5 separate regions of the Mus musculus genome follow, and regions 1, 2, 3 and 4 are each linked to region 5. A link is a contact called in public HiCAR-type and promoter capture Hi-C data. All regions are on one chromosome and are shown on one strand. The core of a region is the stretch at or near the end of the contact, and the rest is flanking DNA. Distances in the headings are between cores, read along the strand shown. Region 1 holds the start of Tmem35b (transmembrane protein 35B). Region 2 holds the start of Pou3f1 (POU domain, class 3, transcription factor 1). Region 3 holds the start of Zmym1 (zinc finger, MYM domain containing 1). Region 4 holds the start of Gnl2 (guanine nucleotide binding protein-like 2 (nucleolar)). Region 5 holds the start of Oscp1 (organic solute carrier partner 1).

Region 1 (2,979 bases), core at 225-2,724, 1.1 Mb after region 5:
TTTGTTTGAGACAGGGCCTCTCTGTATAGCCCTAGCTATCCTGGAACTCATGTCAACCAGGCTAGCTTAGAACTCAGAGATCTGACTACCTCTGCTTCCTGACTGCTGGGACACAATGCCACCTTAGTTTGAAGGACTAACTGGGACTCTGAAATATCACAGGAAAAGGGAACAGTGGAGGGTTGGGCGCCTGACAGTCGGACTTCTTGGTAAGGACAGTCGTCTGATTGATGGTTCTTTCAGTTCTAGTTTTGCAAATGGTTCCCACTTTAGGGAGCAGTTTGGTTTTAGCCTCATCACTGTGGCATTTGCCCCATTTAAGGCCTGGTCTGCTCTGCCAGACTCGCTGCTGCTTGGAGCTGGCTTTGCTTCTTCACTGTCATTATGCTTTTGGGTGAGTTTTGTCTTTCCAAGGTTATCTATCACAGGAGAAAGTGACTCAGGGGAAAAAAAGTGACAAAACAGAGTTAAGTTAGGCCAGCAACCAGTACCTTCCTGCATGACCAAGTAGGCATGTGCACTTTAAAAACATGAGCAGTTTTAGTCACCAGCCATATCGCCAGCCCTCCGAGAGTTATGTAGATGGAAGCAGATCCAAGTACGTGGCCAGTAAGCATGAACAGTGGGAGGGTTTGAGACCATAGGGCTTCTTTTGGACCCATAGACCAGGGCTTGGGAATTATTTTATTTTATTTTATTTTGAGACTGGCCTTTGCGATATAGTCCTCACTAGCCTAGTTCTTGCTGTGAAGTTCATTCAACTCTGGGCAGTCCTCAGGCCTTATCCTCACTAGTTGGGGAATTACAGGCACATCATGCGTGGCAGTAGCCAGCTTTCATGAAAGGTCAGATAGTATTCAGTGGCTCAGCCATAGATGGTATACAAATGGATGCAGGTCAACACTTTCACCCTTGTACCCCGAGGTGTTAGTTTTATATAATTTTCAATTGTTGTGAAAATTCCTTGAACATTGCTTAATCATTTCTAGAATGTTATTATTTTCCTTATGGGTGTGTGTTAAAAAACTCGACAACCGGAAAAAATTGGTCCTCTGTTTGCCAGTGCAACCAAGTAAGGGATTCTTTAAATATCTTTCTCATTTTTCTTTTGGTTGAGCAATGGGAGGGGCAGGTATTTTAGGCATAGGTGGACCAGAAAAACTTACAGTTACTGCTTTATTGCTCATTAATTGTAGGGTTCACTGATTTTCTAGTAACTTTCTGAAGGCCATTGTGCAACTTCCATACAGCTGCAGACCCAGAGACACTCAGGGAGTTGGGTGGTGTCAGATTCCTCTAGCACGGGTGGGTTTGAAGGCCAGATCGCGTGGACACACACCCGATACTCCGCACCCTCCACAATGAGTACAGCCTGTAAGGAAAGGCCTCAGTGGGCGGGTCTTAGCGGAGGTGGCCATCAGTGGGCGGGGCTGAAAGTTGGGCGTAACCGGGTGGGCGGGCCGGACCGACTGTAGTCTTCCGGTAGGGAGGAAGAGTCGTCCAGGAAGGCGGGCGCTGCTATGTCGTTCAGGGTAGGCGTGTTGCGGGTTCTGCTTGGCGTCTTCTTCGCGCTCACCGGGGCTGCCAAGCTCTTTCAGGTCTCGGCCCCCGTGTCACAACAGATGGTGAGCGGCACCCGGGGAAGGACAGTGTGTGCTCGGTTCCCGGGGGCTTCATGCCTTCGGGCTCGAGGCCGCCTGGGCCTTTCCTCCTATTTTCTACACCTTCTCCAGGTGGGAGGGCACGGGACTTAACTGCTGGCTGAGCATGTTGTCCCCAGGCCGATTTAGAGTTGGAGAAGTGATGGGACTCAGGAGGTCCAGGAAGACAAAGTGAAAAAGTGACCTAGCACCCCTCTCCACCCCACATCCACCAACCCATTGTTCCAGGTTGGGGAGGCAGAATTTTACTTTATTTGGTTTTTGTTTGTTTGTTTGAGCTGGTCTTCTGAATGTGTCCCTCTGGCTGGCTGGCCCGGAGCTCACTCAGTGTAGTGGCTGGCCTCGAACTTGCAGAGATCCACCTACCCCAACCTCCAGACTACTGGGATTAACGGCTTACCTACCTTAGAAATCTTTTTTAAGCTTGAAACTAGTCATGATGGTAAAATGTAATTTACCAAAACATTACACAGCTATTCAAGCAAGGCTCAAAGTAGACCAATCTAACTAGACTCCTCAGTGTCCCACGCAGCCTGGGACAGAAGCATAGAAGTCACTGACTGTAGTTCCTTATCCCGAGAGGGTCTACCAGCAGTTTCCAGACCCTCAGAGAAGCCAGGCTCTGTGGAAGACCCCTGTTGCCACCTCCCAAGCCTGGGTACTACTACGATTTTCTTCTCCTTTTCCTCCTCCTCCTCTCCTCCCTTCCTCCTTTTTTCTTCTTCCTTTCCTCTTTCTTCTTCCCCTCCTCTCCTCCCCTCCTCCTCCTCTTTTCTTCTTTCTTCTTCCCTAAGATGGTGGGTTCTTTAGGATAGATATGGTAAAAGCCAAACAGCTTAAACTCTCTGCAGGTGTGTCTCATGTGCGGCCCTTGGACCACATACACTCCAGGATAGCTGTCACTGTAGCCCAGCATAAAAGTGTAAATTTAAAATCCGTGCTTTTTTTCCCCCTTTCAATTCAGCTGTGGGGTTCTGGAGCAGCTCTGTAGGTGACAGTATGGAGCTCCCTCCTTGGAAGCCAGAGTAGGACAGGCAGGGCTGCTGTTGGACCACAGGAAACAGTCCTGAGGGTGGAGCAGGCCCAGGGAAGGGTCTGAGTAGGGTGTGTTACACCCCCTCAGCTGTTCCTTGTGTCTGCCACAGTAGAATCAGGACCTGCATAGAAGATGGAAAGTGTCAGTCATTCTCTAAGGAGTCTATCCATCCCACCTGCAGATATTCAGAGAGAAGAGAAACTAGACCTGGCACAAAGAGAATCTGTAGCCCTTCCTAGGCCCTGGCCCTAGATGGGAAAGCCAAGCCCTGCTCCCTTCTTC
Region 2 (3,064 bases), core at 268-2,767, 1.4 Mb before region 5:
ATAGGCTTCATTCTACAGTCCTGAGTAGATTCCTGTCCAGTGAGGTCCTAGCTAGGTCCCCAGCTCGGCACCCAGAAATCTTTGAATCACTTTGAAGCAGAAGAAGGTCTAGCAGTGTACAGAAGCCCAGCAGAGGAATAGGCAGAAGTACGGAGGCATGCAGACTGAGGAAGCACACACCAGCTCCAACTGAGGCCCCCTCCACTCAGGATCCTTAGGAGAGACACAAAACAAGGACAGGGATGAAGAAGTTGGCCGCATCCCACTGTCCACTTCTCCAACAAGGACACCTCGAACTCAATTCCCTATCAGACAAGTCCGAGTTGACTCCACGGGAGGCTAGACAGCTGCCAGCTGCCAGCTGCCAGCCTGCACATTGGATTTCCGAGGTGCCCAACTGTCCTTCCCTAAGTCAGTCCACAAATCCTATTCTGCAAGTTTCCGGGCGGCATAACCCCAGCACAACCAGCGCTGCCGACAGACCACCGGTTCCAGCTGGGAGGAAAACAACACGAAAAGGCTACAGCAGCGCAGGACAGGGCCCAGTGTCCATTCCCCACCCACTGGTGGCGCTTTCTCTGGAACCAGTCTCCACCCCGAGGTTCTCTCATTCCAGAACCCTGGAGCCCAACTGGTTCCTGGAGCTTGCATCTCCGCGTACAGGCTCAGCGGCTCACTGTCCTGGCTCAGCACTGCCCACGCGGTACTCACCTGGCCTCGGTGCCCAGGGAAAGGAAGGCGAGCCGGCGAGAGGCGTGAAGCCCAAGCCGATCCGAATCTGTCCGTGCCTGCTGCACTTTCAGGACTGCAGAGGTCCAGCTAGTTGTGGCGCTGAGTCTAGAGGGAGTAGAGGGAAAACCAAGACCTTGGGAGAACGCGATGCGACCTGGCAGCCGCAGGAGGCGAGGCCCCGGAGGTTAGCAGCCGCGCGGTACCGAGCCGGGAAGCCACGCAGCTTCGCTCTCGCTGCAGCCCAGACTCGCGGGATCCTGGCCCGCAGGCAGAGGCGCAGCGCAGGGAAGAGTGCGGGGCTGAGTCTCTGCTCGGAACCCGAGCGCCTCCCGGAGCCCGCAATCCCCCGCCCGCCCCAGTGGGATGCAGGCGGAAATTGAGCTTGTGTGGAACGTGGGGACCGACCGGGCTCCGAGTCTCCCGCGCTGCGGTGAGAGCGGGGCCCACGCAGCCGGGACCGGAGGGGGTGCGGTCCCAGTGCCACCCCCGCGCCACTCCCCACGTGGCGGCCGCGCCCCCGGGGCGTGAATGTGTACGCGGGCGGTGGTGGTGGGGGTCATGAATGAAGCCCCAGCGGCCAATCAGCACTGCCGGCGCGCGGGACCCCGGGAGCGAGACCCAATAGCGAGCTCCGGGTTGCAGGCCCCGGCGGCGGGCGGGCACGGGGGGAGGAGGCCGGGGCCGGGAGGCGGGAGGCGGCTCCGCGGGCAGCCAATGGGCGGCGGGCGGGGTGGGGCTCCGGAGCGCCCAGCGGGTCCGGGCTTTAAGCCGGCGGAGCGCGGCGGCGGGGCCCGCAGACGGAGCGAGGCGGCGGCGGCGGCGGGGCGGCGCAGGGCGCGGGGCGGCATGGCCACCACCGCGCAGTATCTGCCGCGGGGCCCCGGCGGCGGAGCTGGGGGCACAGGGCCGCTCATGCATCCCGATGCCGCCGCGGCGGCGGCAGCGGCGGCCGAGCGGCTGCACGCGGGGGCCGCGTACCGCGAAGTGCAGAAGCTGATGCACCACGAGTGGCTGGGCGCGGGCGCGGGCCACCCCGTGGGCCTAGCGCACCCTCAATGGCTACCCACGGGAGGAGGCGGCGGCGGCGACTGGGCGGGCGGCCCGCACCTGGAACACGGCAAGGCAGGCGGTGGCGGTACCGGCCGAGCTGACGACGGCGGCGGTGGCGGCGGTTTCCACGCCCGCCTGGTGCACCAAGGGGCGGCCCACGCGGGCGCGGCATGGGCACAAGGCGGCACAGCGCACCACTTGGGCCCCGCCATGTCGCCGTCGCCCGGGGCCGGCGGGGGTCACCAGCCCCAGCCGCTCGGGCTGTACGCTCAGGCGGCCTACCCCGGTGGCGGCGGCGGCGGCCTGGCCGGGATGCTGGCGGCGGGAGGCGGCGGCGCGGGACCCGGCCTGCACCACGCACTGCACGAGGACGGCCACGAGGCACAGCTGGAGCCGTCGCCACCACCGCACCTGGGCGCACACGGACACGCACACGGACATGCACACGCGGGCGGCCTGCACGCGGCGGCGGCGCACCTGCACCCGGGCGCGGGCGGTGGTGGCTCGTCGGTGGGCGAGCACTCGGACGAGGATGCTCCCAGCTCCGACGACCTGGAGCAGTTCGCCAAGCAGTTCAAGCAACGACGCATCAAGCTGGGCTTCACCCAGGCCGACGTGGGACTGGCGCTGGGCACCCTCTACGGTAACGTGTTCTCGCAGACCACCATCTGCCGTTTCGAGGCCCTGCAGCTGAGCTTCAAGAACATGTGCAAGCTCAAGCCGCTGCTCAACAAGTGGCTGGAGGAGACCGACTCGTCCAGCGGCAGCCCCACCAACCTGGACAAGATCGCGGCGCAGGGCCGCAAGCGCAAGAAGCGCACGTCCATCGAGGTGGGTGTCAAAGGCGCGCTCGAGAGCCACTTTCTCAAGTGTCCCAAGCCGTCTGCGCACGAGATCACCGGCCTGGCCGACAGCCTGCAACTGGAGAAGGAGGTGGTGCGTGTCTGGTTCTGCAACCGGCGGCAGAAGGAGAAGCGCATGACCCCCGCGGCCGGCGCGGGCCACCCGCCCATGGACGACGTTTATGCGCCTGGGGAGCTGGGGCCTGGCGGGGGCAGCGCGTCGCCACCTTCTGCGCCCCCGCCACCCCCGCCGGCCGCGCTGCACCACCACCACCACCACACACTGCCCGGCTCTGTGCAGTGACCCTGCGGACTGGGTTCCCCGCCGGCGCAGCGGTGCCTCCGGCGCGCAGTTAGCGCGCGCGGCCTGGACTCTTTTTGTTGTTTATTCGGTTTTGCTTTGGATTTTACAAAAAGGAAAAAAAAAAAAAAAAAAAAAA
Region 3 (2,864 bases), core at 169-2,668, 1.0 Mb after region 5:
GCATGCTTGTAAGGGACTGTACTCATGATGCATGGCATGTGTGGAGAAGTCAGTCTTGGCCATTAATCTCAGGCTGGCAGGCTTGACTGCAAACACCTTTACTCACCAAGCCATTTTTCCGGGTTCTCAACATAGGAATTTTAAGTTGCATTTATTTATTTGTTTCGGGGTGGTAGAAACACACATATCAAGACAACCTATGGTAGTTCATTCTCTCCTCATACCATGTAGGGCCTGGCGATCAAACAGGTTATCGGATTTGGGGGCAAGAATCTTTACCCTCTGAGCCATCTCACTTGCCCTTTTCTTCTTCACAGAGTCTCCTTACATTTCAAAAAAAAAAAAAAAAAAATCCCAAAATAGGAGAGCTTGGAAGTCAGAGGAAGAAAGATCAGGAGTTCAAGGTAACTGTGAGCAACATGATAGCCAGTTTCAACCATCCCCAGAGCCAAAACAAACAAACAAACAAACAAACAAACAAATGTACAGTAATCTCTTACTATTGGTATGAGTTACCAGCAATGAACCACAGTCCAAATATGTTACTTGGGGGGCTGGCGAGATGGCTCAGTGGTTAAGAGCGCCGACTGCTCTTCCAAAGGTCCTGAGTTCAAATCCCAGCAACCACATGGTGGCTCACAACCATCCATAACGAAATCTGATGCCCTCTTATGGAGTATCTAAGGACAGCTACAGTGTACTTACATATAATAAATCTTAAAAAAAGAAAAGTTCCTTGGAAATATTTGGAAGTAACAATGTAACAAGTAACAATGTTCAAGGTCCTCTAACTAGCACTGTAGACTAAGAGATCCAATGGCCTCTGCCTCCCTGCCAGGATTAGAAAAATGGGCAGCCACCGCCAGCGCTAACCTGCAAATTTCACTCACAGAACTCTACAGATAAAACTATTTGCTTCTATCTCTCTCCAGCCCGATGTTTTTGTTTTTTGAATCCAGGTCTCATTAAGTAGCACTGATTGGCCTAGAACAGACTTTATAGAACAGCCTGGCTTCGAACTCAGAGAACCCCCTGCCACTCGTGTGATGGGATTAAAGGCAAGGGCCAACACACCCAATCTGTTTATGTCTGAAAAATACACTGCTTAATGGAAAGAGAGCCACAGGTGTAACGGAAGGCAGTTACAGAAAGAAGCCGCAAGAGACCAAACGCACCAAGCTCAGTCACCGCACAGAGGCCAGGACGCTAAGAAGCCTGGAGGCCGGGGGCACGACTCTCCTGACACTGTGGTCTTCCTACCTGTCGCGTCACCCTCCTCAGGACGGGAGAAATGCCGCCTCTCTCTGGAAAAGCGGGCCTGAGCGGCTCCACGAGGATGGCTGATCTGTCTCCAACTCAGCGGCGGGAAGCGCCCACTCGCATTTTGCCGTGCAAACAACCCCGCCGGCTCCGCCCCTCTCCCGGAGGCCTTTGCGGCTGAGCATGCGCACCGCGGTCCGCCTGGGGCGCGGAGGCGGGGGATGGACTAAGCAGGAGAGGTTGACGGGGCGGGTCAGGGGGGTTTAGTTTTAGGCTATCCTTAATGTCACCTTAGCTGCCCGTTTTTCGTTTTTTGTTTTGTTTTGTTTTTTGTTTTTTTTTGTTTTAAGACAGGGTCTCACTTATGTACCCCTGACTGTCCCGGAACTCACTATGCAGACCAAGCTGGTCTTGAACTTAGAGAGGTTCTCCTGACTCTGCCTCCCTAGTTCTGGTATTAAGGGAATATGTCATCACATGGGCATATTTGGGTCCTTAAAGGCAGGAGTGAGGGGGCACAGGCCTGTAAGATGAAGGTGTGTGGTTAAAAATTCAAAACCAACCTTATTTTACAAACGGAACAACAAAAGCTGGGGGATTGAGACAGAGCAACGAGATGACAGAGCCTATTAAGGAGTTTACCGCAAAGTCTGACTAGCAGGGTTCTGTCACTGGAATCCATTTAGTGGAAGAAGAGAACAGATACCTGCAAATTGCTCCTTGACCTCCGCAATGTGCACATAAACACAATAAATACATACATGCATACATAAATAAAATTAAGGGCTAATGCAACATTAGTGACTCAGATGTTGAGTTACAACTTTAAAAACATGGTTGTAAATAGTCTCAGAAAAAGAGGAATGAAAAAGTAGGGACAGATGGGTATAGCTAAAGAATTAAGGAGGGAGCAGATCATTTTGATTATTTCTAAGTTTTTTTGTTTTTTTTTTTTGGTTTTTCGAGATAGGGTTTCTCTATAGCCTTGACTGTCTTGGAACTCACTTTGTAGACCAGGCTGGCCTCGAACTCAGAAATCCACCTGCCTCTGCCTCCGGAGTGCTAGGATTAAAGGCGTGTGCCACCACGCCCGGCTTCTAAGTCTTAATAGTAAAGAAAAATATAAAGTTTAATGATCTATTCATCTTGTCTTTGACCATAACTTCCATCTATCTTTTCTCTCTCTTTCTTTCTTTCTTTCTTTCTTTCTTTCTTTCTTTCTTTCTTTCTTTCTTTCTCTCTCTCTCTCTCTCTCTCTCTCTCTCTCTCTCTCTTTCCTTCCTTCCTTCCTTTCTTTTCTTTTCTTTTTTTTTTTTTGAGACACTGTTTCTCTGTGTATCCCTGGTTGTCCTGGAACTCACTCTATAGACCAGGCTGGCCTCAAATTCAGAGATTCTCTGCCCTCCAAGACTGGCTCTCACCTCTTCCTTCCTTCCTTCCTTCCTTCCTTCCTTCCTTCCTTCCTTCCTCCCTCCCTCCCTTCCTTCCTTTGAGACAGAATCTCACTGTGTAGACAGGCCTAGAGCTCAGAGAGATTTGCCTGTTTCTGCCTTCTGAGAGCTTGGAATTAAAGGTATGTAGGAATTAAAGGTATGTACCACCAT
Region 4 (2,985 bases), core at 79-2,578, 1.0 Mb before region 5:
TTCTGGGGACACGGAGGTGAATAACGTACCTGATTTCCATTTTCCTAAGCTTATGGCCTAGACCCAAGAAAGCAGCCAATGCTCTTGTGAACAGAGTCATTTCGGGTAGTGGCATGTGCCGTGAAGTGAGGTGGGATGGAATAACAGGAAGAGAGTGGCTGACTTAAATCAGTAACTCAGCAAATACTTCTGCCAAAGGAGCTGCTGCCAGATAGATCAAGAGAATGTAGTTCCATTTAAAAACAAGTGAACAGTGAAAAAAATCTTTTGGTGTAGGGTCTCTCTATGTAGCTCAAGCTGGATTTGAACTTGTGACAATCCTCCTGCCTTAGCCTCTCAAGTATATCATGTTTCCTTAGATCCTTTAAGTTATCCTAAACGATGATTGGAATATAAGCTAGAAAGTGTGTTTATTTATTTTTAACCTGAAATTCAAATTTCACTGTCTTGTATTTTTTTTCTTGATGTTCTCCTCCCCCCCTCCTGCTTCCCCCTCCTCCTCCTCCTCCCCCTCCTCCTGCTCCTACTCCTACTCCTCCACCTTCTTGGAGACAAGTCATGCTATATAATGTGGACAAGTCTGGAACTCCTTCCTCTGCCTTTTGAGCATTGGTATTATAGGTGTGTGTCACCATGCTGATGAATTTGCTAGTGTTTGCAATCCTATGGATAGAGGATATTTGAGCAGGAACTGACCAGAAGGAACCAGCGATGCCGATTCAGGGAATGTGTGATCAAACAGAGCAACATTCAGTGTAAATGTCAGAAGAGGGAGAAATGAGGTCAGAGGAACGGAGCCAGATCACAAGTTTTGTAGGGATTGGAAGGAGTTTGAATCTGTCTCTCTTTGCGATAATAAACCATTGGAGAATTTAAAATCTCTCTCTCTCTCTCTCTCTGTCTCTCTCTCTCTCTCTCTCTCTCTCTCTCTGTCTCTCTCTCTGTCTCTCTGTCTCTCTCTCTTTCTTTCAAGCTGAGGCTTGAATCCAAAGTCTGTTGTTACTAAAAACTGCTCTACTCCAGCCTAAAATTTAAAGGCAGGTATGACCTGTTCTGATATTTGCCCGCTCTTGCTGGAACACTTTTAGAAAGGTTCAGAGGGCAAATTCCCATCAGCTCATGCACTGGGCCGAGAACAGGCTTCTCTCTTTTTCTCTTTCTCTCTTTTTCTCACTAAACCCAGGACTGCCCGGTGCCCTGGACGTTGCTATGGAAGGGACGCTTGACGGTTGCTAGACCCGGGGGAGGCGGGAGCAGGACAGAGGCGGAGCCGGGTCAGCCTTAGGCAAGCGCCGCGCGCTCTCAGGAAGTCGCGTAGCGCGAGCGGAAGTGACGTCGCGCGTGTTCAGGGTCCAACGTGCTTCACACAGGACGCTTTCCCGGCTGGGAAGTCGTGAAGTGGTTTACCTCGCGAGTAGCAGAGCGGTGTCGGTACTGTCGTCAGGATGGTGAAGCCCAAGTACAAAGGACGGAGCACCATCAACCGCTCGGCGGCCAGCACCAACCCAGGTACGGCGGACCGGGCGGGACCAGGCCGCAGGAGCCGTCGGGGACGGAGGAAGGCCCGTTCCGGCCTGGGCGGCGGACCCGAGGTCTAGGCACCTGCTCTAAAGTTGGGGGATGAGTCACGCCAGCCTCTGGCAGCCCCGAGGCCTCTCAGGAGGAGGTGTAGAGAAAGGCAAGTTAAAAGTGGGCTAGGGTCCTGGAGTCCTGGCACATGCCTGTCATCCCAGCACTTAGGAAGCTGAGGCAGAGGGGATCACGAGTTAGTGGCTATCTGGACTACAGGGTACAGACTGAAGACACAGAGTGGAGTAGGTTGGCCCAGGTGGCATTTTACCCTTAACCATAGCATTCGTGCCACCTTAGCTTTGACCGTGGAATCAGACCATGCATAAGCAACACTTCAGGTAAATATAGTGATTTCAATAGAGGTGGTTTTGAGATACGAGAAATTCCCATCTACAGGGCAAACAAAACAGGCTTTCGAGGAGTCCCTCCCACTTTGATTTAGCTACTAAAACTGTGTTTAAATATGGGTTAGTCATAGAGGGGCTTGGTGACGCATCCCTGTAGTTCCCAATACTGGGAAGGCAGGACAGACAGATCTCTTGTGAATTCGAGGCCAGCCTGGTCTGCATAGTGAGACTGTCTCAAACTGGTGGGGGGAAAAATTAGGTATACTCTTGTCTCCGTAAGGCTGCAAGGATAGCTGACTTCTGTATCTCCTTGTAATTTGCATAATTAGGGTTTTGATTAGATTTTTTTAAAAAAATGATGAAAACACTCAGAGACTGGAGAGAACATGGGGAGAATAAGAGCTCACTCGTACTGCTGTTGCAGGAGGACCAGAGTTCAATTCCAGTTCAATCAGCTCTCACCTACCTGGAAGTTCAACTCCAAGGGGAATCTGATACCTCTGGCCTTCAAGGCATCTACCCACATATATCCGTATAATGTTTAGTACTGTGTATGTAGCAGTACTAAAGGAGAACATGCAGGAAAGTTGCTGCGTTACTTTGTGATCTTTTATAACTGTATTAAGTCACATAATACCATGCATTTGGAAGATTCACTTGGGATTGGTTGGTGATTAGTGTGATGATGTTTCTAAGCAGGGGTTAAGTTTATCAACAGCTGAAAAATGTAGACGGAAACCTTGAGGGTTGGTAGGAAGAGGGACTCAGGAAAAGGATAGGTAGCCAGATGTGTGTGGGCCGACTTCTCAGGAGAGCCCTCCAGGGGTTTAGTTTGATTTTGGGTTCTCTCTTAAAATTTAGAGTGGGAGGGGCTGGAGAGATGGCTCAGGGGTTAAGAACGCTGGCTGTTCTTGCAGGGGACCTGCAGTGATTCCCAGCACCCATGATACAGACGACCATCTATCTGTAACTCCAGTTCCAAGAGATCTGCCACCCACTTCTGGCCTTCACTGACACGCTGTGTGTGTTTAGTGCAGAGACATGTGGGCAGGATATGGTATTACAT
Region 5 (3,046 bases), core at 36-2,535:
GACTGTCCTAGAACTTGCTATGTAGACCAGGCTGGACTCTGCTTACAAAGTGCTGGGATCAAAGGCAAGTGCAGCCACACCTTGCTGCTCTGTCTTGACCCTATCCAGTCTGACAGTACACAGAGGCAAACTCTGAAAGGGACCGTGTTCTGCCAAAACTTGAGATAGTGTTGGAAGCTGGGCAGATAACAAAATGCATAAGGCCCACCAGAAGATAAAGATGTTTATTACAGGTGGGGCTGAGGTGTTAAGCTCATGTGCCGGGTCACAGCACTCCCAGAGCCTGAAGCAGGTGGATCTCCGAGTTTGAAGCCAGCCTGGTCTACAGAGCAAGTTCCAGGACAGCCAGGACAACACAGAGAAACCCTGTTTCAAAACAAAACAAAAAGGTTCAAGTTGTACTAGACAATTTTAAAAAGTTTGGCTCTTGGGAGGAAAGAAAAACGACTAGAAGGTGTGACGTGGAGGATGCCACAAGCAGGAAGGAAGACATTGAAGGAATGAGCTGTGTTTTGTAAGCGGCGCCTTTTGAAATTTAGTCCAACAGCATCAGAGCAGTGACACAGAGGAACGTAGGAATGCAGAAAGGGGAATTAAGGAATGCGAGGATTCTACAAGGAAAAGGAGGAAGTGGCTGATTATTAAAGGAGGTGGATGTAGGTTCCAAAGCTCAAGTCTCAAGATTGCTGTGGCTGGAGAGAGAAGTGCTTAGCAGAAACACTGATGACGAATCGTCTGAAAAGGTCCAGCCGTAGGTGAAGAAACGCGAGGGTGCTACTTAAGTTGCTAGGAGGGCCGGGCTGGGTTGCCTCACTGAGTAGTAAATCCGGCGTAACATCGCTTCCAGGAGGGGTTAGAAAGGAGACAAATGATATAACTAATCGAGATGAGGGATTATAATAACTCAGAATGCCTTCGTGGCGCTTGCCATGACCTCACTGGTTCCTCTGCACGTCCCTGGGAGATAGTTCACAAATCTGCCCGCAGCACAGCAGGCCATGGCGGACCGGGACGCTAGACGACTCTAGGCGAACGACTCCGAAGACGCTGGGGTTGATTTTCCTAGTTTCCGGTGCGATGGCTGGGCCACGGCAGATACGCGCGGCTGGCTGGAACGCTCCCGGCGACACCAAAGCTAAACTGGAAAACTCAAAACCAGCGCTCCCGGGAGGCCAAAGGTGCGCGCCTCCGTTTGAACCAATCCCCTGAAGCGATCTTTGTCACTTAACCCAATAAGCGCCGGTCTTCGGCCACCTCCTATCAATCCACCATGTGATTGGTTCGCCTTTCTGTTCCCGGCGTTGCCCCAGCAACCGGGCTATGGACGCGTAGGGGCCTCCAGGCTGCTAAATCACAAACCCTGGGGTTCTTCCTTCATCTACCCTGCGGGTTTCCGGCACTATGTCGGTTCGGACTCTGCCGCTGCTCTTTTTGAACTTGGGCGGGGAGATGCTTTACGTCCTAGACCAGCGACTGAGGGCCCAGAACATCCCCGGAGACAAGGCCCGCAAAGGTAAGTAACGCCCCCGCAGCCTTGATCTGTTCCCTTCCTCACCGCACTAAATGTCCCTATACAGAACCGCAGCCTAGCACCAGCCCCCCTCCAACCTCCGTCCTGATACCCAGGCCGACCGGCACCTGACCCCCTTCCCCTCATCCCAATAGCCAAACCGATGCCTCTGCGCACTTCTCTTTGACAGCCGGGTATCTTTCTCAAAAGACGCAGAGCCCATGCAGTTGGAAGCCCTCCGGAGTCAAATTAATTCTCCAAAAGAGCATTTCCCCACAGAGAAGCCTAATACATTGGACATACTTACAGTGCCTGAGCCCTCGATTTCCCAGTCTCTGGAAATCTGTCTATTTCCAAAAGTAGTTACAGTTGACAAGATACTTTTGGCAGGTATAACCATCCGTTAACCCCCACAAAACAGATGGGGACGCCCGCGTCTCTGTCCTCCTACGTAAGCAGAAGCCTGGTCATGCTCATTTCAGAAGCCATTTCTAGAAATGTAGGGCCCCAAAATAATATAGATAAGAACGAAAACATGCTTCTTGATTTTGCAAGTGTTGGAAGGGGTTGCAATTGTGAAAATACTTTTGGAAGGCTTATAAAATGCAAAATTATGCCATGTGTAGTGCAGAGAGAAACGACCACCCAAAACACGCTGCCAGTCTATCTTACTTCTCAGCAAACAACTTTGTTCACCAAATTTGCTGGGCTATTGTATTTGTAGGCAGAGGAGTAAACATTTATCTAAAGGACAACTGAACACTAATGAAAGCTCGATTTCCTCCCAACAGCTTATGTCCCCTCCATTGATGTTAAACAGGCACATTCAGATGGTGTGTCTGATTTTGTGTAAGTGCATACGTAAACAGACAAGAGAACCCTCTGGACCACTCCCTTCCATTCATTCCCAGCCTTGCTACCAGGGGCTTTACAAAATGCAAATATGTCTAGTGGGGCTTTATAAAATGCAAATATGTCTAGTATGTCTCTCCTCAAAATTGCCGACAACCTTCCACTCCTGTCTAAATGGAGACCAAGTCCTAGGCAGAACACGTTGGGGCCCTCCGATTAGGACACTGTCTTAGTCAGGGTTTCTATTCCTGCACAAACATCATGACCAAGAAGCAAGTTGGGGAGGAAAGGGTTTATTCGGCTTACACTTCCATGCTGCTGTTCATCACCAAAGGAAGTCAGGACTGGAACTCAAGCAGGTCAGGAAGCAGGAGCTGATGCAGAGGTCATGGAGGGATGTTCTTTACTGGCTTGCCTTCCCTGGCTTGCTCAGCCTGCTCTCTTATAGAACTCAAGACTACCAGCCCAGAGATGGTCCCACCCACAAGGGGCCTTTCCCCTTGATCACTAATTGAGAAAATGCCTTAGAGTTGGATCTCATGGAGGCATTTCCTCAACTGAAGCTCCTTTCTCTGTGATAACTCCAGCTGTGTCAAGTTGACACAAAACTAGCCAGTACAGACACTTTGAGTCCCAATCACACCAAAGTGTGTGTAGATCTTTAACCTGTGTCCTTCATGACTC

Evidence for each region. Promoter capture Hi-C pulls out the DNA fragments that hold promoters and counts their contacts. HiCAR-type assays count read pairs that join an accessible place to other places.
Region 1: a contact with region 5 is called in a promoter capture Hi-C map of liver, with 4 times the contacts expected there. The contact joins the promoter of Tmem35b here to the promoter of Oscp1 in region 5.
Region 2: a promoter capture Hi-C map of embryonic stem cells shows a contact between it and region 5, with 4 times the contacts expected there. The contact joins the promoter of Pou3f1 here to the promoter of Oscp1 in region 5. A contact is called at or near these places in 1 of 39 promoter capture datasets (embryonic stem cells) and 1 of 9 other capture datasets (adipose tissue).
Region 3: a contact with region 5 is called in a promoter capture Hi-C map of liver, with 4 times the contacts expected there. The contact joins the promoter of Zmym1 here to the promoter of Oscp1 in region 5. A contact is called at or near these places in 2 of 39 promoter capture datasets (both in liver).
Region 4: a contact with region 5 is called in a HiCAR-type map of astrocytes, with 4 times the contacts expected there. The contact joins the promoter of Gnl2 here to the promoter of Oscp1 in region 5. A contact is called at or near these places in 3 of 39 promoter capture datasets (hippocampal neurons, liver and pre-B cells), 1 of 484 Hi-C or Micro-C datasets (B cells) and 2 of 115 datasets of contacts at active chromatin or transcription factors (astrocytes and embryonic forebrain).

The regions. Positions count from the first base shown.
Region 1 is chr4:127,124,569-127,127,547 of GRCm38.p6, forward strand. It overlaps Tmem35b (transmembrane protein 35B), which reads left to right and starts at 1,475. Exons shown (of 3, transcript NM_001099319.2): 1 at 1,475-1,625. The coding sequence starts at 1,521.
Region 2 is chr4:124,656,129-124,659,192 of GRCm38.p6, forward strand. Pou3f1 (POU domain, class 3, transcription factor 1) reads left to right here and starts at 1,518. Exons shown (of 1, transcript NM_011141.2): 1 at 1,518-3,064. The coding sequence starts at 1,579. The coding sequence ends at 2,928. Gm2164 (predicted gene 2164) reads right to left here and starts at 1,359. Exons shown (of 11, transcript NR_168006.1): 1 at 712-1,359.
Region 3 is chr4:127,059,736-127,062,599 of GRCm38.p6, forward strand. It overlaps Zmym1 (zinc finger, MYM domain containing 1), which reads right to left and starts at 1,419. Exons shown (of 8, transcript NM_026670.5): 1 at 1,261-1,419.
Region 4 is chr4:125,028,686-125,031,670 of GRCm38.p6, forward strand. Gnl2 (guanine nucleotide binding protein-like 2 (nucleolar)) reads left to right here and starts at 1,329. Exons shown (of 16, transcript NM_145552.2): 1 at 1,329-1,509. The coding sequence starts at 1,446.
Region 5 is chr4:126,057,280-126,060,325 of GRCm38.p6, forward strand. It overlaps Oscp1 (organic solute carrier partner 1), which reads left to right and starts at 1,286. Exons shown (of 10, transcript NM_172701.3): 1 at 1,286-1,513. The coding sequence starts at 1,402.